4 separate regions of the Mus musculus genome follow, and all the other regions are linked to region 2. The links are chromatin contacts, called in public HiChIP or PLAC-seq, Micro-C and promoter capture Hi-C maps. All regions are on one chromosome and are shown on one strand. The core of a region is the stretch at or near the end of the contact, and the rest is flanking DNA. Distances in the headings are between cores, read along the strand shown. Region 1 has its middle 12 kb from the start of Gm34369. Region 2 holds the start of Cep135 (centrosomal protein 135). Region 3 has its middle 25 kb from the start of Gm34369. Region 4 overlaps Gm52818 (a long non-coding RNA gene).

Evidence for each region. Promoter capture Hi-C pulls out the DNA fragments that hold promoters and counts their contacts. A called contact is a pair of places that touch in the nucleus more often than the background predicts. HiChIP or PLAC-seq counts read pairs in DNA pulled down with a chosen protein or histone mark.
Region 1: a contact with region 2 is called in a promoter capture Hi-C map of the HPC-7 cell line. The contact joins the enhancer-like site here to the promoter of Cep135 in region 2. A contact is called at or near these places in 10 of 39 promoter capture datasets (the HPC-7 cell line, HPC-7-derived erythroid cells, cranial neural crest and 7 more), 1 of 484 Hi-C or Micro-C datasets (nephron progenitors), 7 of 115 datasets of contacts at active chromatin or transcription factors (the 230-238 cell line, bone marrow-derived macrophages, craniofacial prominence and 4 more) and 3 of 9 other capture datasets (embryonic stem cells, liver and pancreatic islet).
Region 3: a Micro-C map of the G1E-ER4 cell line shows a contact between it and region 2, with 2.8 times the contacts expected there. The contact joins the enhancer-like site here to the promoter of Cep135 in region 2. A contact is called at or near these places in 9 of 39 promoter capture datasets (the 3T3-L1 cell line, the HPC-7 cell line, HPC-7-derived erythroid cells and 5 more), 15 of 484 Hi-C or Micro-C datasets (the C2C12 cell line, the G1E-ER4 cell line, the HL-1 cell line and 6 more), 2 of 115 datasets of contacts at active chromatin or transcription factors (embryonic stem cells and stem cell-derived neural progenitor cells) and 1 of 9 other capture datasets (embryonic stem cells).
Region 4: a contact with region 2 is called in an H3K4me3 HiChIP or PLAC-seq map of embryonic midbrain, with 6 times the contacts expected there. The contact joins the enhancer-like site here to the promoter of Cep135 in region 2. A contact is called at or near these places in 10 of 39 promoter capture datasets (the C10 cell line, the HPC-7 cell line, cranial neural crest and 6 more), 6 of 484 Hi-C or Micro-C datasets (MC3T3-E1-derived osteoblasts, the N1E-115 cell line, bladder smooth muscle and 2 more), 15 of 115 datasets of contacts at active chromatin or transcription factors (bone marrow-derived macrophages, craniofacial prominence, embryonic basal ganglia and 8 more) and 4 of 9 other capture datasets (adipose tissue, liver, macrophages and 1 more).

Annotation. Positions count from the first base shown.
Region 1 is chr5:76,788,284-76,790,983 of GRCm38.p6, reverse strand. It overlaps a transcript of Cracd not described here. Among named protein-coding and RNA genes, the nearest start is that of Gm34369, 12 kb to the right of the region's middle. Within about 2 kb of position 1,308, at least 1 of the 459 cell types and tissues checked has an H3K27ac peak or open chromatin away from gene starts, as enhancers often do. A contact at or near this core is called in the HPC-7 cell line, where this site is marked.
Region 2 is chr5:76,587,317-76,590,309 of GRCm38.p6, reverse strand. Cep135 (centrosomal protein 135) reads right to left here and starts at 1,611. Exons shown (of 26, transcript NM_199032.3): 1 at 1,386-1,611.
Region 3 is chr5:76,751,271-76,754,194 of GRCm38.p6, reverse strand. It overlaps a transcript of Cracd not described here. Among named protein-coding and RNA genes, the nearest start is that of Gm34369, 25 kb to the left of the region's middle. Within about 2 kb of position 1,589, at least 10 of the 459 cell types and tissues checked have an H3K27ac peak or open chromatin away from gene starts, as enhancers often do. A contact at or near this core is called in the G1E-ER4 cell line, where this site is marked.
Region 4 is chr5:76,826,452-76,829,151 of GRCm38.p6, reverse strand. Gm52818 (a long non-coding RNA gene) reads left to right here. Exons shown (of 3, transcript XR_003955936.1): 2 at 1-2,700. It also overlaps a transcript of Cracd not described here. Among named protein-coding and RNA genes, the nearest start is that of Gm52818, 3.0 kb to the left of the region's middle. Within about 2 kb of position 1,296, at least 1 of the 459 cell types and tissues checked has an H3K27ac peak or open chromatin away from gene starts, as enhancers often do.

The DNA.
Region 1 (2,700 bases), core at 59-2,558, 200 kb before region 2:
CAACACAGAGCTTAGTAGTCACTGAGGATGGGGTCACAGAAATGCGTGGATTATGATGAGATGGAGGGCCAGCGAGTGGGGGTACCAGGCTCAGGGCTGGGGTGCAGGGCAGGTGTGCCAGCTCAGAACTTGGTGGGTATTCTCCTTATGTATTTCCTGCTTAAAGAAAGAAAATTAGCATCAATGCTGGGCCTTCACTGAACTACAGGTGGAGATGAGTTAAGCAGTTCCTGAGGGACAGAAGGGGGAAGGGGGGAGGGGGAGGGGGAGGGAGAGAGGGGGGAGGGGGAGGGGGAAGGGGGAAGAGGGAGAAAGAAAGGGGGAGGGGGAGAGAGGGAGGGGGAGGGAGAAAGGGGGAGGGAGAAGGAGGAGGGGGAGGGGGAAGGGGAAGGGAGAGAGGGGGGAGGGGAAGGGAAAGGGGGAGGGGGAAGGAGGAGGGGGAGGGAGAAGGGGAAGAGGGGGAGGGGGAAGGGGAAGGGGGAGGGAGAGAGGGGGGAGGGGAAGGGGAAGGGGGAGGGGAGGCTATGATTAAAAAGAGGTAACCAGGAAGATCATTGATGACTTGAAAATAGAAACCAGTTACCTTCGATAAGGCAATGTGTATGTGGGAGACACAATATACCCATGACTGACAATGGGAAATACCACTCGTTTCAGAATTTCTTTTTTTCTCTTCCAGACAGGATGCATCTGTGCAGCTTTGGCTGTCCTGGAACTCACTCTGTAGGCCAGCCTAGCCTCAACCTCAGAGATCTGCTTGCCTCTGCCTCTAGCATGCTAGGATTAAAGGCGTGCGCCACCACCACATAATTATCTTTAAAGGAGTCTGTACTGCTTTTGGTTTTGTACATAAAGTTTTATCAGAACATGGATACACCCATTTGTTTAAGTGGTAACTATAAATATTTATGTACTACAAATTGCCCAAGAGTCTCTGCTTAGTCCATGAATCACTCAAAGCTGGTAGTTTTGTGGCCCTTTACTAAAGTTGGCAGCTCTCTGTCGCAAATGTCCCTTCCATAAGCCAGCCACAAAGGAAATACAAGGCCAGGAGCTATTAGTAGATTCATAAAAGGCCGAGAAGTTTCCTTTGTTACCAAAGACACGTCACTCCAGTCCACGGCCTCATCATCGGCAATTCTGTCCAAGAGGGTCTGTCTGTGAAGCTGAGATTCTCTTCCTCGTTCTTGTGGCCTGGCTCTGAATTTGTCAAGCCTTTAAGTACCAAGTCTGACTATGGTTATCTCCTAAGCCCATCTGCAGAAGAAATTCAATGGGTAGAAAAAAAATGAGCTGTTTATACAACTGTGTGCGAAGTCATTGTAATCGTCTGGTCGAACAGGAAGCGAGTGCAGGTTCTTTTTTCAGTGCTATAGACTGAACCCAGGGCCTCGTGTATGCTAGGCAAGTGTTTTAGCACATATGTGTGTGTGTGTGTGTGTGTGTGTATGTGTGAGTATATATGTGTGTGTGTAGATGTATATATGTATATATACACCTACACACACATACACAGCTCTAGCTATTGGGGCCTTGGGGAAGTGACTAGATTATGAGAGATTTGATTTCATCAACTGATTAATCCCCTGAGGATTCCAAAGTTGATCAAATTATTGGGAGGTGGGTCCTGGTTGGCAGAAGCAGGTCTTAGAGGCGTGTTTTCTGGAGGATCCAGAGAGCTGAGCCCCTTCCCATCCTCCTCATCCTCCTGGATGCTGTGTGAGTCTACCCAATCCATTAGAGCCTCTCTGGCACGACACTCCACTTTATCTCAGCTCTGAAGCAACAGATCCAGCCAATGCTGGCTCGAAACCTCTGGAACCGAAAGTCAAAATGGATCGTTCCGTTTTTAAAAATTATTTCTCTCAGGTAAATTGTTCCTGTCACAGACACAAAAGTCTCACTGACATAATAGCTCACACTATGAACTACATTCAATGGGAAGCTTTAAAACTCTTCTTAACATAGAATGTAGAGAACGGTCTTAGTATTTTGCTGACTCAAAATCATCATAATAAAATGCAGTGTACCATTGGCTTCTGAGGCCACTAAAGGATGAAGGCTAATTTAACAGGCTAATGAGCAGAGAGTACAGGTTTGTGTTTGTGTTTTTTTTAATATCTATGATTCTCTCCTCCTCAAAAGCCATTATGCAGTGGGACACCAGAAACAAAAAGATGAAAAGCAAACACGGAGCTCATATCCAAATCTAGATTCCCCTCAAATGCCCATATAGTGGGATGGCTTAATATAATTTCATTCTTCAGTCATTAAATATTCACAATATGCCTCTGTCGGGCCAGTGGTTAGCTTCAACCAATCAACAATCACCCATCATTAGCAATGGTTCCTACCTTTTTATTTTATTTGTGTGTATATGCATGTATGTGTGCATGCACATACGTGGGCATGCATTTGCCACAAGCAATGTGTGGAGGTCAGAGGATGACTTTAGAGAGATGGTTTTCTCCTTCTGCCATGCGTCCCAGGATTGGAACTTAATTGGGCCATTGTATGAGTGTCTTCTCTTTAAAAACAGGATTCTAATGCAATGTGATTGCATGCAAATCAGAAGGTTCACCGGGTAGCTTCATGTGGAGCCACAATGCTGAGTACTACCCCACAAAGCCCAGTGTTTCATCTTGCAGGGCTCAGCTCACACTCCCCCTTCGTTTGCTGATAGTACAGAACAATAGCTAA
Region 2 (2,993 bases), core at 362-2,861:
TATACCATCCTGACTGGTCTAGAACTCATATTATTGGCCAGACAGCCCCATCTTTTTCTTCTGCCTGTGCCTTTGAGTGCTAGGACTACAGATGTGTACCACCAGGCCCAATCTTACTTCCTTTTTTTTTTTTTTTTAAGTAACACACATGTAAGTAGCTCAGTATACATTTTTATGCTTGTCTATTTCTATGCTTGTTTGTTTACCGTATCCAGGGTTAAGCACTGAGCCTATGACATGGTAGGAGAGCACTCTTTACTGGGCAATACCTCCAGCTGTTATACTTGTCTTCTCAAACACCTATGATTATTTATTATCTCTACCAATCTGCCCTAAAATTGAGTTATGCAGAGACCATTTCTAACCTTTGCCAAAAAATTGTAGTCATAGAACTCATGTTTCTAAATCAAATAAAAATTATGTCCTTCACCACTAGTAAAAATTATAAGTGCACATAAATGAATACATGCAAAACCTGATGCTCCAAACACCCATTGTGGGATCGAGTACCAATGTCACCGTTCCTATTTAAAGCATAAAGCCAAGAAGGCTGTCCCAAGAAAATAGCTTCCCCAACCACAGGGCTACTTCTAAATTAGTGTTTCTTCTTGGTTATCCCCGTTAACAAATCTAGGATCTTCTTTTAGAGGCTTCCCCTAGGGCTTTCTAGGTCCCTCCACAAAAGGACTTGATTGATGCCGGAGGTGTTTTACAGAAACTCCTGTGCTCACAAGAAAAACATCTGACAAGATAAATTAGCGGGGCAAACTCCAAGAACTATGCCCCCTCCTTGACAGCTGCCAACTCCGGGTACCAGGAAACCATCTTTCTCCATCCTTCATGAAGGCAGAATGAGAATACGAATCAAAAGACCATGGGCCATAATAAGTAAAGTCCTCCAGGCTGGGGGGTGATATGTACATATTAGGGTTTCCCCTATATTCCAGATCACAAGCTTTAAATCAAAACAGCCGAAAAGGGTAGGTTCCGCAGTTACAACTAGCTGTCCACTAAACCCTGGGGCGTTGTTGTCTCAAAGCGGGCACCTCTTACTTTCTCAGAAATATGCAACCTGCGGATACAGTAGCGTTTAAAAAAACCAACACCAGAGTGCGGGCACCGCAAAGGGCACGGGCCGGAGCGGCCAAGCAGTCCTTCCCCGGCTCAGGCCGGAGGGTGGAACGGCAGTTCTCCTCGGGTCGGCCCCGGGCCGCACGGACGGACGGACGGACCGACGGACTGTGGGACGGTCCCCGCGCCGCCCTCCCGCACTTCCTCCCGGCAGCGCCCGGGCTCCCGCCCTCGCTCGGGGGTGGGGGTGGGGACCGCCCCGGAGGCCCCGCGACCCGGCCCAGCCCCCGCGGCCTCCCCCGGGTGCGCCTCACCGCCGCTCCGTCCCGAGGTACATCGCCCTCCGGACCCGCTGTCCCCGCTGGCTCGTCCTGCTGCGGCCAATGGCTCCGGCACGAGCGCGGTTTGAAAATGGCGCGGAGAGAGACGGTCGCGGCCCACAAGGAGGGAGCGCCGCCGTTGCCCCGGTAACGGACCGGAGCGGCCCACAGTGGCGGCGCGCGCGCCGGCCGCCCGGAGATGGCGGCTTTCGGCCCTCGGTGCCCGGAAACGTAACGGCCGGCCGATGCCGGGGCTACGGCGCCCCCTGGCGGGGAGCCCGAACCTCTGCGGTGCCCGAGGACCTTGCCAACTGGCCGCTGGCGGTAACCATCAGCTAACCCCCAATGACCTTTCACAGGTGAATTTCTGCTGATCGCCCTGTCTTCCCCCTGGATGTCACTGTCCTTGCAGCTTCTCCTGGCTACCACTTGATAACAGTTATTGCCCCGTACCCATGTAAACCCCCAGAATAGAATCCGACCATCAAAACCTACTTGTTTACGTTTCTCCCTGCTGCTTCCAATTGTGGGCTCCTTGAATCAGATATTCTTTTATTCAACTGTATTTCTCTAGCATCTGTCACAGTATTTGTAAATGTTAAATTGAAATGAATTGCTTACAATAGCTTGCTCATGGTTACAAAGATCATGGTCAAATCCCCAGAGTCCACCACTCTCCTAAAAACTTTCTAGATGGTTAAGAGTTGAGTTTTTGTTTGTGCGTGTTTTGTTTTCTTTTGTTGTTTGTTTCTGCTTATATTCCTTACCAAGCCGGCCTTTCCTCTGACTATGTACTTTGTCCACTGCTCAGCACGGAACTGTATGTTGGGATGTGAATTGCTCTGTGCCGATTCATTCTTTGTTTTCACGTCTCAGTCTCCATTTTGTGTGCTTTGTCCGTTTTTAATTGGAAGTTTTAAGGAGCTAATGAATCCTGTAGAGATTTTTATACCATCTTGCACATATACAAGTAAGCATATGTTTATGTAAAGACAAATATCTTTTTTAAAAAAAGTCATAAATATCAGAAATTGGCTGTGCATAGCCATCTAGTGAAGATAGATAACATTGGTGGCCCCCCTTACCCCAAACACACACCAACTAAATGTTAGAACAAAACTCAGTGAAGAAATACAACGGGGTACATGGGATTGAAAGCTACAGTTAGCCTTTGTTCCAAGTGGCATTGATAACCCAGAGTCAGGGTCACTGCTGACCTCCGAGGCCTAAGGTCAGGGATCCTGGCACACAAAACTTGAAAGATGAGAATGCAGAATGCTGCTGCTTCCCACCCAAGTCCTAGCGCTTTAAGCAAATTGCATGGCTGTGGAGGCATGGAGGAAAACAGATGCCCTCACCACAGAAAGTGAGCTTTGTAGACTTAATATCAGCACCAACAGGAGTTCCTGAAACACTTAGAATGAGGTTTGCCTAGAGGCTGGTGGGGTCCTGATTGTAAGGAGGAAGAAAGCCAGATGTAAAGGTAAAAGAGTTGCTTTCACTGAAAACTGATGCTGTAGTTTAGATCTGAAATGTGGTGGTCTGAAGGAGATTGGCCCCTATAGCCTCATATACTTGAATAGCATGACCCCTAGTTGGTGG
Region 3 (2,924 bases), core at 340-2,839, 160 kb before region 2:
CCTAGCCTTTAACAGCGGAAGCATCTCTCCAGCCCTCACCCCCTTTCTCATTAGCAACAGGTGACACTTGTGGGTTTTGGTGACTCTCAGTGAACAGCATGACCTGAATAGTGATACTTTCCTCCCTGTCCTCCCCTACAGACAGCAGGGCACAGCAGGAATGGTCTGGACTTCAGGTCAGGAGACCCTTATTTTAGCCTAGATATGAAATCTATAAAGCTAAAAGTAAAATAAAAGCATTGTCATTGGTAACCCCCCGCCCCCAACACACACACCTTATCAAAGGAGGCAGCTCGGAGCGGGGTTTCAGAGCACCTGCACCGTCCTATGTTTTCCTATCTTTCCATTGTAGAGAAAACACATCTTAATCGGTTGGGATAATCTGCAAGACTCTTGCTATTATTTATTTTTATTTCACATTCTCTTTTCACCATTACATTTCAGAGGCAAGTCATCTATTTCTGCTAGCTCCATTATCTATGTCTGCTAAGTCCATCATCTATGTCTGCTAGCTCCATTATCCTTGTCTGCTAGGTTCATGATCTATGTCTGCTAGGTTCACGATCTATTCTTGCTAGTTCCATTATCTATGTATGCTAGCTTCATGATCTATTCCTGCTAGCTCTATCATCTATTTTTGCTAGCTCCATTCCTATCCCTACCAGCTCCATCATCTATGCCTGCCAGCTCCACTGTCTATGCCTGCTACCCCACCATCTCAACACTGTTCTCTTAACTCCCCAAATTACTGCTCACCAGTCTGCTCACATTCCACTTTCGAAAAACACTTACACCTTCTGAGTTCCAAGTAAAACTCTTGCTCAATTTGCATCGAACACTCACAACCCTCCTACCTATAGATCCACAATACAGGATGCTGTTATCTGAGGTCACTATACACTTTCCTCCTTTCTTTTCCTTGGTTCTGTGTCTTCCTAGCTGCACTGAGCCCTCCATACACTCTCCTCCACAGATAAATCTTCAAAGGGACTGTCTGTTCCTTACCAGCTATAAAGTCAGTGTAGCTGTTCGAGCACTAATACCGGCCATTAGACAGGTTGATTCTCCATGACTCTCCATGTCTGGTTGTTTGGGTTTATTGTTCATTTATTGTTTTTAATTTTATTTGTCTCTTTGACTTGCTATCTCTGTCACCGCCCTGATCCAGGCTCTCATCTCAGCAGGCCTGACGAGGCTGCAGTATCCTATGATTCAGCAAATTAATTCAGCGCATCCTGTTTGCATAAGTTACTCTCTTTCTACGAAACATGTGATTACGTCTGGGTACTCGCACAGTAAGTTTGTGAGTGTGGCATCCCGGGATCCACAGACTGGCCCCACTTTACCTCTCTAAGCTTGTGCCCATACCCAACACTTACCAACCCCCTAAACAAATTATCAATGTCCTTGCTATCACACAAGAATATCCAGGATGAGTCTCTACCCTACGCTCCTCTCCTCTCCCGGCTATCCACGTCACTTCCTCTTCTTCTTTTCTTCCCCTCTCTCCCTTTCCCCTCTCTGGATCTTTCCATCCCTTGCAGTGCAGGAGGCATAAAACCCATGCTGTGCCCTTATGGAAGCTAGACAAATGCTCTTCTATAGAAACACACCCAGTCCCAGCTCCTATTGTTTCTCATACAATAGGATGAGTATAGGGGTTGTTTGTTTTTTTCTGGGTTTTGCTGAGACCTTCCACTTGACACCCCACTGTCCCTGTGACTCGTGATCCCATCCCGCAGAGGTAACAGCATGAGTAAAATATCCACAAAGAACCCAAACTGGTGGGGACTGCAACTATCACTCCAACCAAACCAGAAAGCACATGATGTGCAGGGAACAGAAGGACAGGGAAGGAAGGGTCCTCTGTGCCTGTGTCGGTGGCATCAAGATGCTACTCCATTACAGAGGGCAGAGGGGGAGGAGGACGAAGGACAAAGGAAGGGTTTTGTTCTGTGGCTCAGTGAAAGTACAAACAGAACCTGACCATGGTCCACAGAACCGGCTCCATTGTTTTTGGTAAAGTAGTTCAGCAGATAAATACCTTTGTGGATGCTTGAATTGCAGATGAGTGACCCATCTGCTTTATTTCCAGCTTCTCAAAGGTCGGTGTTCACAAGCACATCTTAGTGGGTAACTGCATCCCCACTGACACTTGCCTGGAGAATAAGCAGCTATTAATTTACTATAGCCTTGAGGTCACAGCTAGGGTTCGGACCTGAAGGCTGAGGCTTTGATGAAGAATCTAGAACCTGCTGCCAGGGAGAGAAGGCAAACTTTGAGAACACCTCCTGGGCCCTTTCCTTTGAGAATACCATTCCCTGACCCAAGGCTCCCAGTCAGATGGTAACAATTCTTTAGGCTTCAGACACAGAGCAAAGACAGCCAGCCACTCCCAAACCTGTAACATCTCGTTCTCTACTCTCTCCCTCCACTTCACGATTCACCTAGCTGTACTCTCCCATACTGGGACTTTGGAATATTGTAGAGATTCTCTCCTGGTTTAGCTATGAAAAGAAATCCCATACTAGCCCACTCTCAAACAGTAGGAATACACTCCCACCATCCAGACATACCTAGCCCCTGATGGCTTAAGGTCATTTCAGGAGCTGCAGAAGAATAAGCTGATTGATTGGCTTAGCTCCAGTTTCATCAAGACAGCTTATTCACAAGCACAGCTTAGGCAATAACTGCATCTCCCTGACACTAGACTGGAGAATCATCTAGTCATCAACCAGGAAAGCCTGCAGCCTCAATGATCCTATTTGTCTCCATGTGTTGGTTTGCAGTCAGTTGCTGAAGTGCTAACAGCAGGCTCTGTAAAAACCATCTCATCCCCTGCACCACAGCAGTAGAAGAAAAGGTACCTGGCCCTCTTGTTTTTCCCAAATCCCTCCATCTAAAAGGTATCCTGGGATCCGACC
Region 4 (2,700 bases), core at 47-2,546, 240 kb before region 2:
AGAGGGAAATTCTCCCATCTGCGTCTGAAGGCTCTCAACAGCTGCACGGTGAATGCTGCCTCAGGCCAGCGTGCTCCCCACCCCCTGCCTTCTTATCCTTTGTCTTCTCTCTCTCTCTTTCTCTCTCTCTCTTTCTTTTTGGACAAGCATCATGTAATTTGGTACCATAGATATTGGGTAATTACTATAGCGATGACTTCAGACATAAGGAAATATAATTACAGTCCAATTTCAGCTTGTTTCCATGACAACGGGGCAACTGCAATTGATCAGCAGTTTTCTTTCTAAATAGATCCATGAGCCTCATTCAAATGAAATGCTAATGAGCAATTAAATATCCTCATCAAACAAAGTACAGTTGTTGGGGGAAAAAAAACCCCCACCAAAACTGGAACTGGAACTGGAACCAGACTCTATCAGGTGTGGTATCTTCAACACACATCCTGGACTCCGGGATCCTCTAAAAATATGTGGTGCTTAGTTGACCACAGAGTACTGAGTTGCCTGTCAATTACAATTGAACAGGGTATGTCACACATATTCAAGGGAAAAGAGGTGGGAGCTAGAGGGTTCTCTAATCGTCCCTTCATCACAGGACACAAGAGATCAGGTAGCAAGTCTCCCAAGCTCTGGACTCCTTTGGACTCCCTACTATCTACCGTCCTTCTCGGTTGTTCCATGTGGAAAAAAGATCTCTTCATAAACCTCCCTCGCTACCATGTGAACCAATTTCCTCTAGGCTTGTGCTCTGGAAGTAAAACGCAGGCAGCGGTGTCTCTATCTTTGGTAATATCGCGTTGTGTTTATTAAGGGCTTTAAAACAGATTCTGCAATATCATGTGCACATTTTGACCTTATGATAATCCCGGGAGAGATGGCTTGTTGGCTTAGCAGATCCAGGGATTGGCTGGCCTCGGGTCACCCCGCACAAGAGGGTCAACTTCTGCATTCACAAGACAAATCCCACCTCTTCCTGTGCTTCGTCCCTCAAAACTGCTCCTGCTGGCTCGTCAATAGCTCTTTCCCTAGACTTGCACAGTCCAGGTCGACTGCTAGCCGGTTTCGATTTTCCATCCAACAGTTTTTTGTTTTTGTTTTTTTCCTTAAACTTCTCTGTTCCTGTTCAATTTACCTTTCCTTTTCCAGAGAGTGAGGGATGGCGATGTTCTTTATCACAGGGGGGAAATGAGGGGGGATTAGGCGAATACTGATGTGTTACAGGGGGAATCATCAGGAAAGTAAAAAATGCAGCATACATGCATTTGTTCGTCCAATAATTACCGAATACCTGGGACACACCAGCCACAGGGCTAGGGGCTGGAAATGCAAGCACAGTAGGTCCTAAGACTCACTGTTATGGGAAGGTGAAGAAGCTTCGAGAATACTGGGGGAGACTTAGTCATGCTTTGAGAAGAAGGGCTCAGGAGGTGGAGGTTTGGTCTTTGGTTGGTGACACTATTTCAAGAGGCTCTGTAAAGTTTTTAGGTGGCAGTTAGCTGGAGAGTGTGTGTGGGGTCCTTGGAGGGGGGGGTCCCCCCGGCCTTGTCCTGTCTTTCTCTTTGTTTCCTGTCTGCCATGAAGTGGACAGTGTTTTTTCAGACACACGCTCCCACTGTTGGGATGTGTTAACCAAGTGCATGAAAACCAGCAGATGTAGACTGGAACAGTCTGGTCACAGCTATGCAAAATTAACAGGCTGATGAGTCCGAGTGGAGCAGAGGGGGACTTGCTTCCCCAGGGGGGAGATCAAGGAGGGGTTAAGTGAAGGGAATACAGATGGGATTGCTCCAGATGAAAGCCACCATGCCTAAAAGTGCAGCCTGATGTTAGAGCCACATCGCTAACAGCATCTCTTTGCCGCTCCGTTTCACTGTTTGTAAAGTAAAGGTAGTAGATAAAGTCTCGACCTTATTGTAAATCCTTCTTTAAAAAGATTGCTATTCCTTTTAATTGTGTATACGTGAGCACAGAGCGTCCTTGGAGGCCAGAGGTTATTGGCTTCCCCAGAATTACAAGTGGTTGTAAGCTGCCTGATGTTGGTGCTGGGAATTGAACTTGGGTCTTCTGGAAGAGCAGTATGTGCTTTTTAAACCACTGAGTCATCTCTCCAGTCCCTGCCCTAAATCATTTTATCAATTTATGCTTTACCACCAACGGACGAAGGTTCTAACCACTACACATTCTTGCCAATACTTTTAAAAAATATGTCTTTTGGGCTGTAGCTGATGTCTATGACATATTTCCCTGTTGAACAAGTATGGCTTATTTTAACAGCTCTCTCTCTCTCAGAAATGTCTACCTAAATCCTTTGCCTAATTTTTTTAAAAAAGGTTTTGGTCTTTTATTATGGAATTGTAAAAGTTCTTTACCTGTCCCCCAATATAAGGCTCTTCCCAGAAATACCACTTGGCAAGTGTTTCCTTCATTCTCTGGAGGATTTTGCATCCCTTGAACTCAGTGGAGACACAAAAGCTCCAACTTGGTTTCCTGTAACCCGACTCAACTCTTCTCATAAGTCTAGTAACTTTTCATAAGTATGGATTCCTTAGAATATTTTTGGACAGGGCCTTTCTTTGTAGCCCAGGTTGGTCCACTTTAATCTTTCAAATGAGCAAAATATGTGTGCCTAAATCATGAGGACATTTGTCTGTGGGTGTTTGTTTGTTTGTTTTGCTTGTGACATCTTTCCCTGTTCATTGT